Regions from separate parts of the Sus scrofa genome. Here region 1 is linked to region 2. A link is a contact called in public HiChIP or PLAC-seq data. All regions are on one chromosome and are shown on one strand. The core of a region is the stretch at or near the end of the contact, and the rest is flanking DNA. Distances in the headings are between cores, read along the strand shown.

Region 1 (5,717 bases), core at 400-2,899, 260 kb after region 2:
CCAACATATTAATGATAAAAGACAGGGGCCACAGGCTTGGGTGAGGGCAAGAAATCAGGGGACTGGAAAGCCACGCTGGGCTTGACCCTAAGCATGCCATGCTGGCAGCGTGGTTTGGGGTGGGAAGCTCCAGCATGGGTGACTTTTATCCTCAAGCCTCCTTTGGAGCCGATGACTGTGCCATGTTGAACAAGTTGACTAACCTCTAGGTGCCTTGCTTTTCCAAACTGGGAAGTAAAAAGCATCAAAAGTAACTACATCACTGATAAAGAAACTATTTTACAAGTAGAAACCTTACATCAGATTTCTTCTTTCTAGTCTAAAGCATCTGCTAGGAGAGAGCAAATCTGTGTCCCTCATATATTTGTGAAGCCTTTTCTTAGACTACGTTATCCTTGGCTAGACTGAAACTTATCACTGCTTGTCAAAAAGAAACCCACAAGTTGCACTGTATGTATTTTTACCCTAAAAGCTACAATTTTGATGTAGACATATGTACATTCATTCAAAATGAATGAAATTGGTGTTTATTTTTGTGGTTTCATAAATTCATCCATGTAAGATTAAAAAAAAAATCTGATTGGACTCTTGAAAGTAGAAGTCCATATTCATTTTCAGTTTTGTCAACACACACCTAATGTTTGAGGAACTAACTGCTTTCGAATTCCAGAAGTCTGCAAAATAAGAAAATTTTATCTTTGCAAGATAAGCATGGTAAGTTTCTGGAATCAGCATCATATGGGATATCAGTGCTCATAGTCCAAAGTGGAGAATTCCTTGAAATGTAACATACAGATGTTCTTTTTGATCTCATTTTCTAAGGTACTAGATACACTCACTCCTCCTACCCCCCAAAGAGTGGTGTTTTTTTGTTTGTTTGTTTGTTTGTTTTGTCTTATGGGCAAAAGCTTTGCCACTAAAGGTGAGTTTCTAAGTCAGCAGCTCGGGCACCAACCTTGTTCGCTTATAGTGTGTTAGAAATGAAGAACCTCAGGCCCCACCCCAGAGCTACTGGATCAGAATCTGCATTTTAACAAGCTCTCTGGGTGATTTTCATGCACTCAAGTTTGAGAAGCACTGGATTAGAGAACACTTGGCTATAATAACGGCGATCATAAAATAAGTTAGTCAAAGAGAGGAGTGGAATTAAAATGCCTTGGGATTGCTCGCCTTTGAAAGAAATGATATTAATCCTTTTTACCCTGTGTGCACTTTGATGTCCACCTCTGTCTTCTCTGACCACTTGTTTACAGTATCTTTCTCTTTCATATTATGCATGGTGGTTGCATGTAATTGTGCTTTAACTTCATAATTGCTATTACTTAGCAAAATTTCTAACTTCCTCTAAAATTACTTCACTCCCAACCCTACAATATGCTCTATTTACACAGCCTATATCTGTTTCCTTTTCTCTGAGACTCTCACCATGAAAAGCAGACATAATATGAAATAGAAGACTGGTTTGGCTTGGGAATGTACTGATTCTGGGAGTGCAGCCAAGAACTAGTGCCAATCAGAACTGGATGAATGATAATAGGGGTAAAGCAAGACTTGGGATCTTCATTAGAAGAAGGAGGAGCCTATTTTAGTCATGGGTAATGCCCAATTCTGCTTTGGCATGAACCACGACTGGTGAGAACTTCATTTCTCTTTTTTTGGCTATACTTGCAGCATGTGGAAGTTCCCAGGCCAAAGACTGAACCCATGCCACAGTAGTGAACTGAGCCACAGCAGTGACCACGCCAGATATTTAACCTGCTGACCCACCAGGGGACTCCAAGAATGTTTATTTTTGAGGCTGAAATATGATATACTCAGAAGACCATCAATGGGAGGAGATGCTTAGGAATTATTTTTTCTTTTCCACTATGTGTCTGTTAATAACTTTAAAGTTTTTCCCAATTAAGATTAAAACAAAGAAAATGATCTCATTTTGGTTAAGGAAGATAAAGCAGATGAAATTGTATAGTAAGAGGGGAGAAAGAACAAAAGCTTTAGAGTCAGACATTCTAGAGTTCAAATGCCACACCTGCCATTGATGAACTATAAACATGACCAAACTGCTTGACCTGTCTGAGCCTCAGGTTTCTCATCTGTAAGATGAGGATAGTACTGTTTATTCTAAAGAATTATTTTGGAGAAACAAATAAGATGATGTATTTATGGTCTCTATGATAGGCCCTGGCATGGAATCACTCAATGAATATTAAAATATTACCTTTCTCCTATCTTCCTTAATTCTATTCTGAATCAGTGGGCAGGATTATTTTATATGATCGACTAAATAACTTGAGAGATAGTCACTACTGTGATTGAAAAGTAGGTGAGTGTGATCTGCACAGAGCAGCATCATAAAGAGATGCACAAGGGAGTTCCCGTTGTGGCACAGCAGAAGAGAATCCAACTAGGAACCATGAGATTGCTGGTTCGATCCCTGGCCTTGCTTAGTGGGTTAAAGATCTGGCGTTGCCATGAGCTATGGTGTAGGTCACAAACAGGCTCAGATCTGGCATTGCTGTTGCTGGAACTGTGGACAGCAGCTGTAGCTCTGATTAGACCCGTAACCTGGGAACCTCCATATGCTGCAGGTGCGGCCCTAAAAAGCAAAAAAAAAAAAAACAACAACAACAACAACAACAACAAAAAAACAAAAAACAAACAAAAAAAACAGCACGAGTATTATTTGTATAGGTTACTGATAGATGATTTATAATTGACTATCTGTAACCCTTATACAAAAGTTGTACTCATTACTAGTATCCATGAGGATGCAGGTTCGATCCCTGGCCTTGCTCAGTGGGTGGGGGATCCAGAATTGCTGTGAGTTGTGTCAGTCACAGATGCAGCTCGGATTCTGATTTTCTCTGGCTGTGGCATAGGCTGGCAGCTGTAGCTCCGAATCGACCCCTAGACTGGGAACTTCGATATGCCATGGGTACAACCCTAAAAAGCCAAAAAAAAAAAAAAAGTTATAGTCATTAAATTGAAACCTCTTTCATCTTTGGCACTAGATACAACACATTGTTAAGCTAAGTGTAATTTGTATTATTGATGTTTTCTCTATTACTTTCTTTTTTTTTTTTTTTTTTTTTTTTTTTTGGTTTTTTATCACCACTCCCACTTGCATATGGAGGTTCCCAGGCTAGGGGTCAAAACAGAGCGCTAGCCACTGGCCTATACCACAGCCACAACAACACAGGATCCGAGCCACATCTGTGACCTACACCACAGCTCAATGCAACGCTGGATCCTTAACTCACTGAGCAAGGCCAGGGATCCAACCCACATCCTCATGGATACCAGTCAGGTTCATTTACCACTGAGCCACGAGGGTAACTCCCTCCATTACTTTCTTTAGCCTAAAGAATCAATAAACAATAAACCAGGACCTGATCCGCAGTGTTAGCTACTTTCTGTGGTGAGATATTGCTATCATGACCATTTTCACACTATCAACAGCCGCATCACCAAAACAGAACTAGAAAGAAAGAGCACCCTGCCCATGGTACTGCTACCATGTTGCTACAGTAGAGTTACATAACTGCAAGGGCACAGGTAATATTAAAGTAGAACAAAATCAGTGGGATGTGATGAGTTCTGAGTATTTGTGACCTCTATTTCTGATAGAATTTATTGAATTCTAACTTTGTAAAATTTCATTTTTAATGACAGGCATGTTTAATAACTGGCTAAATTCCTCAAAGTATTAACAATTTTTTTTGTCTTTTTTTTTTTTTTCCCCTAGGGCCGCACCTATGGCATATGGAGATTCCCAGGCTAGGGGTCTAATTGGGGCTGTAGCTGCTGGCCTATGCCAGAGCCACAGCAACTCAGGATCTGAGCCGCGTCTTCGACCTACAGCATAGCTCACAGCAATGCCGGATCCTTAAACCACTGAGAAAGGCCAGAGACTGAATCCGCAACCTCATGGTTTCTAGTTGGATTCATTAACCACTGAGCCATGACAGGAACTCCAGTATTAACAATTAAAAAGAGATGACTCCAGCACACCCCTGCTGAAGGGTGCTAGAAATCCCTGATGGTTGCAGTTACAGTAATAATAGCCCCCATGCACCTAATGCTTACCAGATCCCAGGTATTCTTCTATGCCCTTTATATTCAGTCTCATTTATTCCTCACAACAGCTCTATGAGGTAAGTATTGTTATTATTTGTATCTAATTTACAGACAAAGAAATGGAACCAATAGAAGTTACCTAACTTGTGTTAAGTTCATAAAATTACAACTACCTTTCCTCAAGATAGAAACATTTTACCACAAATTTATTATGCCCACAAGGATGAAATCAGTATCTGGGTAAGTTTCCACAACTGCAAGAGCCAGTTCCTTAAAAGAGATCAATCTATCTATCTATCTATCTATCTATCTATCTATCTAGCCAGCCAGCCAGCCACACATTCTATTGATTCTGTTTCCCTGAAGAACCCTAAGACAATATGGAATATAGGAGTGGGAGCCAGTATAGAAAGCTTTGGCCAGAGAAGTAAAATTATGAGGTAAGAATTAAAAAATAAAGAAGCTTGGAATTCCTGCTGTAGTGCAGTAGGCTAAGAATATGACTGCAATGGCTTGGGTTGCTGCGGAGGCTAAGGTTTGATCCCCAGCCCAGCACAGTGGATTAAAGGATCCAGCATTGCTGCAGCTCTGGCATAGGTCATAGCTGTGGCTTGGACTCTATCCTGGACTGGGAACTCCCATATGCTGCAGTGTGGCCATTAAAAAAAAAAGTAAAGCTCCAAGTGGCCATAATATTTTAAAACAGAAATGGAGATAAAAATCATTGCAATTGAGGAAATTGAGGAGAGTAGGTTATTGGTTGTGCCATTGTTAATATTAGATGGTATAAGGTACAGAATAGAAAAGAAAGTGATGAGTCAGTATTCTGGGACTGTAGTGAGGTTACCTGGAGGAGCTGAGAGGGAAATGGAGAAAGATGGAAATCTGGATGGTGTGAGGTTACATACAGAAGGGGTTTTCAGTGTTGATGATGGAACGGTAGTCTGGAAGGAGTTTGGTGATTCCAAAAAGAGGCAATGTTTAGAAACTGAATAAAGAATAGAGTATGTTGCCTCCTCAAGAGAGATTGCAAGGGAAGTGATATCAAAGGCAACAAATACGGCAGTTCACTCAAACAGTGGAGTGACCGACATAGGTGTAGTTAGGATACTTTTGTCAAATATCCTGAGCTGATGTTTGGGTCTGCTACTTATAGTCTGAATGACTAGCCAGTTACTCAGATTCCTGAAGTTGAATTTCTCAACAAAAAATGAAAAAGGGATAATAATAGAATCTTTCTCAACATGTGTTTGCGATAATTAAGTGAACTATAAAGGCAAAACCCTTAGTGCAATATCTAATCATCATTATGTTGTTGGCAAGAAAATGTTTGAAAACAAATGATGGAAATGAAGATAAAACTGAATGGAAGGACAAATGAAGAGGTGGCAAGACTGGTGTGGATGTAGGAAGCAAAAGAGAAGACAGCATCAAAGTGGACTCTGACCTAGAGCCTGTGAAAGCAGATGATACCACTGTAACTGACAGCACTTATGGCTTGAACCCAACCAGAACCCAGACTGGGACTTGAACCTATGCGCCAGGACTCGAACACAGCCTAAACCAAGATTGGACTTGAACCCATGGTTTTTATTTTTATTTTTTGCTTTTTAGGGCCGCACTGCAGCATCTATAAGTTC
Region 2 (5,305 bases), core at 2,310-4,809:
GAAATTTATGAAGCTAGATGAATATATGAATATAAATTGTAGTTGTATATTATTCAGAAATTTATGAAGATAGATGATATTTATGAATATAAATTGTTCCAGGGGCCATAGGTCTTAGATGATTACCATGACTTGCTTGCAGAACAGCTGGAATGGGAATTAGGTCTCTGATCTGCAGCTGAAATGGACGTTGAGGTGAGATCATGGAGAACTGTGTGCCAATTTTAATATCTTACATACTTTCCTGGTAGCTTCCTAATATTTCTTTACTTACAGGGCTGCCGATTTAGCACTCTTTGTCCTTTGCTGATATCTTCTTACTAATCCATCCAACTGGTGAAGGCCAAAAAAGGAACCATCACCTGGATCAGCTCCTGGGTTTGTAGCAGCTGTTCCCATCTTTGGATGGTTCTCACTCTTAGGAAATATTCCTTTACACTTGGTATTTACATTTGTTGTTTTTTTATTTTTATTTTTATTTTTTATCTTTTTAGGGCCACACCCATGGCATATGGCGGTTCCCAGGTTAGGAGTCAAATAGGAGCTGTAGCTGCTGGCCTACACCACAGCCACAGCAACACCAGATCCAGTCGAGTCTGCGACCTACACCAGAGCTCACAGCAACGCCAGATCCTTAACCCACTGAGCAAGGCCAGGAATCGAACCTGTGTCCTCATGGATGCTAGTCAGATTCATTTCCGCTGAACCATGACAGGAACTCCATACATTTTTTTTTTCAACTTTTCCTTTTGTGTGTCTGCTTGAAAGTTTTGCCGAGTTGATTTAAGGACAACTGTGAGGACATTCTGGTCTGCCTCTCAATTTGGCCAGTTAGAACCCCTAGGGTGATGGGAAAAGGAGACCTTGAGTGAGATTCAGCAGCTTGGGAAAGTAGGAGTATATATGTTATGGATGGTTAGAAATAGTCTATTTTGCTATGTAACAAACTTGATTACTTATTTATGCCACACCTCAATTTACAATTGATTTTACATCACACAGTTGATATCACACATCAGCAAAATTAAATGAAAAAATAAAAATAGAAATAGAAAGCCCAGGACCAAGAGAAAGGCAAATACAAATATGTTGCCCTTACAGGATAACAGAATTGCTAGGATAGGGCTTTGAGTTTGACCCTTGGTCAAAATGTGACTATAACCAATTAATGGTTCTCTTAGAAGGAAGCAAAACAGTTCTTCTGTAGAAGCAATAATTTGTTTTGCCCTGAGATTAAAAGAGACCCACTCAAGGGCTCTATAGAGTGAATGCTGAGGCTACTGTAATAATCCATGAACTCAACAAGTTCTAGAGTAAACAATGAATTTTTTTTTGATAGGCAAAAATAGATTTATTAAGATAGGATGCTTGCGAGAGATGCAAGCAGGCAGGCAAGGAGGTTCTGCCCCCCAACCAAAATTTTATTTTTTACGGTTGTTTCTCAAAGCAGGCTTTGATGAAAGCTAGCACATTAATGTTAGCACTTGGTGAAGTCATTCTGAAAGGAGCTAGACCTCACCAAGTGCTTAATTATATCATATTTTGGAGGTCCTTCTTGATTGAAAAATAGTATTCATAGCTGCTGCTTCTTTTTTTTTTAAATTTTGTCTTTTTAGGGCCACAGCAGTGGCACATGGAGGTGCCACGGGTTGAATCGGAGCTGCAGCTGCCGGCCTACACCTACAGCCACAGCAACATGGGCTCTGAGCCACGTCTGCCACCTATACCATAGCTCATGGCAATGCTGGATCCTTAACCCACTGAGCAAGGCCAGGAATCAAACTTGCATTCTCATGGATCCTAGTCAGATACATTTCTGCTGAGCCACAACGGGATCTCCCATAGCTTCTTAAATTATTTAAAATTTAAAAAAACATTTGGAAAATAATACATGTATGCACATGCACGGGTAAATCAAGTGATCCTGAAATACATAGAGAATTTCCCCTTTCATCCTTTCTCCAGTCAGTCCTATTACCCAGAAGTAATCCCATTACTTGGCTGTTGTAATGTTAAATTACACTTTACTTTCTTAATTGCCTTTAGACACAATTAGCCCAGTGAGAAGTGATGGGAAATTAAAAGAACTCTAGCCCACTTAACCTTTCCTTCTGTTTCCCAAATGTGTTGTATTATTATCCATAGTTTTTTCTGATACTTGTCATTAGGACTGCATATTGATATAAAAATTCTACACAGCACCTATTAACTGCACACAGATGAGGGTTTTAGCACACTTCCACCTCATTTCCTTGCCCCAGAGCCTATTTATTATATTGTTTTTTCATTTTCAAGGTTTATAATATTTCCATTATATTCTTTAATTATATTTTCTTAAATTTTTTTTTTTTCTTTTTGTGGCTGCACCTGCATGTGGAAGTTCCCAGGCTAGGTGTTGAATCAGAGCTGCAGCTAATGCCCTACACCACAGCCATAGCAATGCTGTATCTCAGCCACATCTGTGGCCTATGCTGCAGCTTGTGGCAACACCAAATCCTTAACCCACTGAATGATCAGGGATCAAACTCGCATCCTCATGAACACTGGTTGGGTTTCTAACCTGCTGAACCATAATGGGAACTCCTGTCTTCAGTTTTTTTATATATAGTTTCTATGTTGAAACAAATTAATATCATTTTATATATACATATATTAAGTTTATATATATATATATGTTATTCTCTCTGTATATCACTATATCACCATGTATGTAATGTGTCACCTTGGAAGCAAGTAGTGTAATTAAACCTACAAAAAAGGAAATATAAGGTTTTTTGTTTGTTTTTGTCTTTTTAGGGCTGCACCCGTGTCACATGGACGTTCCCAGGCTAGGGGTCGAATCGGAGCTATAGCTGCTGGCCTATGCCACAGCCACAGCCACGCCAGATCCGAGCTGTGTCTGTGACCTACACCACAGCTTGATGCAATGCCGGATCCTTAACTCACTGAGCAAGGCCAGGGATCAAACTTGCATCCTCATGGATGCTAGTCAGATTCATTTCCGCTGAGTCATGAAAGGAATTCTGGAAATGTAAGTTTTAACACAAACAAACAAACACCCTCCCGATTGAGTTCATTAAAGGAGATTATTTTAAGCATCAGGATTGAAATGATGTTTCTTTCTAGCTTTGGTCTTTCCTTAGTCATACATACATGTGACTTTTTCCTCTTTTCATCACTGCCATCCTCATTCTCAAATAGATGGAAATGATCCCTGAAAGTACAGTCTTAATTCTCAGGTAGATGGTCCTGAGAAAACCACAGTCTGAAGACTTCCATAAGTTCCCATCACTGCATCTCCTCACTCCCTGCCTCTTTACCCTCTTAAGTAGGCTTTGCTCCTTTTGTCTCTGCTGAATTCTCTATACTCCCAGCCAAGCCCAGCTTCTCTCATTCTGCCTCCAATCCCATCCCCTTTTGCATATTCGAGGACACTGCTCCAGCAATTTCCTTTTTCATTCCTGCTTCAAGTTAATTTCCCCCTCCCTACTGGATCTTTCTGTTAACCTTCAAAGAGGAAGTTATATTTCATAACTTAAAAAAAATTCTTTCTTGACCTCAGTTCCCCCTTCAGCCACCCTCTATGTCATCCTTTTTTTTTTCCCCAGAGGCATGTGGAATTTCCTGGGTCAAGGATTGAACTTGCTCCACAGCAGCAACCAGAGCTGCTGCAGTGACAAGCGACAATGCTGGACCCCTAACCTGCTATGCCACAAGAAAATTCTAAAGGTTTACTGATACTTACTGTCCCCCATATCTTCTCAAGCTTCCAGAGAACCACTTTATCTAGATCACTAAGAACATTCATGTTGCCAAATCCTGCGGTCATCTTACTTGTCCGGTCAGCAGTTTTGATCACTCTCTCTTCCCTGAAATATGTTCTTCCTTTGGCTTCTGGGACATGGTGTTCCCTTGATTTTCTGCCTACTTCTATGGTTGCTACTTCTCAGTTTTTTTGTTTGCTCCTTTCGTCTCATCTCTCTGACCTCTCAATGCTGGCACATCCTAGAAACCAAATCTTAGATTTCTTCCCTTTTTTCACCTCTACTCACTTTGGAAACTTCATGTTTTTAAAAAGCATTTCTACCTTGATGGTTCATATGTATGCATATATGTATGTATGCATCTGTTTATACATATATATGTATTATATATGTGTGTATATATATCTAAATAAATCTCTCTCTAGCATTCCATTTCTCTCTCTCTCTCTCTCTCTCTCTCATATCTCTTCCTGAAGCCAGCTTTGTCTATCCAACATCCTTCTCTAGAACTCCACACGGACATCTAATTTCAAATACAACATGTCCAAAGCCGAAATCTTGGCTTTCCCCTCCATGTCTGCTTTCAGCCTTCTTCATCTTAGGCAATGGCAGTTCTATCTTCCAGCTTCTCAGGTCAAAAACCTTGGAGTCACACTTCATTCCTATTAGATTTATCTCCACAGTGTACTTGGAGTAAGAACACTTTCCACCCCTCCTCTGCTTCCATCCTGGTCTGGTCTTCTCTCTTTCATCTCTTGCCCTAATTACTGTCATAGCTTTTTCACCCAGTTTCCTTGAATCTTCCCTTCACCCCCTTCATCAGCTCAAGTGATAGATTATGTCACCCGTCTGCATGAAACTCTTCAATAACTTCCTATTTCACTCTGAGTAAAAACTGATGTTCGCCAGTGTCCTACAGGTCCCATGTAATGTCTCCTGTCACCTCTCCTCCTTTTTTACCCTACTCCAGCTGCATTGGCATCTTTGGAGTTCCTAGAACATGCAAGATTACACTTGCCCCAGGGCCTTTGCACATGATGAACCTTCTTATTCCTAAAATGCTTGCCCCAGACATCTGAATGGCCACCCCTTACCTCCTCTGGGTCTTGACTCAGATGTTGCTTTTGTAGTGAAGCCGCCCTGATAACACTACTTAAAGTTTCCTGCAACATTCCCAGTCCTGGCTGGATCACTATCTAACAGTATAAATATTTTACTTATTTACCTTGTGCCTCATCTGTTTCAACAGGATAAAGGAGCTATTTAGATTTAGTAGAATGTGAATTCCATGTTCAAAAAACATTTTTGCTTTTTCCAATTATTGCTGCAAAAAATTCTTATTTTTCTAGCCAATTTGTATTCCTAACTAGAAACTTTGGGATTTTCTTTATATCTTTGGTTAGTTGACTTTTTTTTTTAGAGTATGTATCCAGGTTTTTGTCTTAAAATCCCACTGTCCTTTATTTGGCTCTTGGTGGGTCCTTCATATTTGATGACATTTTTGTCTCTAGCTCAGAGAAATTTTCTTCTACCATTTCTCT

Evidence for each region. HiChIP or PLAC-seq counts read pairs in DNA pulled down with a chosen protein or histone mark.
Region 1: a contact with region 2 is called in an H3K27ac HiChIP or PLAC-seq map of alveolar macrophages. The contact joins two enhancer-like sites. A contact is called at or near these places in 1 of 47 Hi-C or Micro-C datasets (heart right ventricle) and 1 of 2 datasets of contacts at active chromatin or transcription factors (alveolar macrophages).

Annotation. Positions count from the first base shown.
Region 1 is chr1:84,476,307-84,482,023 of Sscrofa11.1, forward strand. No RefSeq gene overlaps it. Among named protein-coding and RNA genes, the nearest start is that of FAM46A, 66 kb to the right of the region's middle. Within about 2 kb of position 1,650, at least 6 of the 83 cell types and tissues checked have an H3K27ac peak or open chromatin away from gene starts, as enhancers often do. A contact at or near this core is called in alveolar macrophages, where this site is marked.
Region 2 is chr1:84,217,147-84,222,451 of Sscrofa11.1, forward strand. No RefSeq gene overlaps it. Among named protein-coding and RNA genes, the nearest start is that of RPL18, 160 kb to the right of the region's middle. Within about 2 kb of position 3,560, at least 7 of the 83 cell types and tissues checked have an H3K27ac peak or open chromatin away from gene starts, as enhancers often do. A contact at or near this core is called in alveolar macrophages, where this site is marked.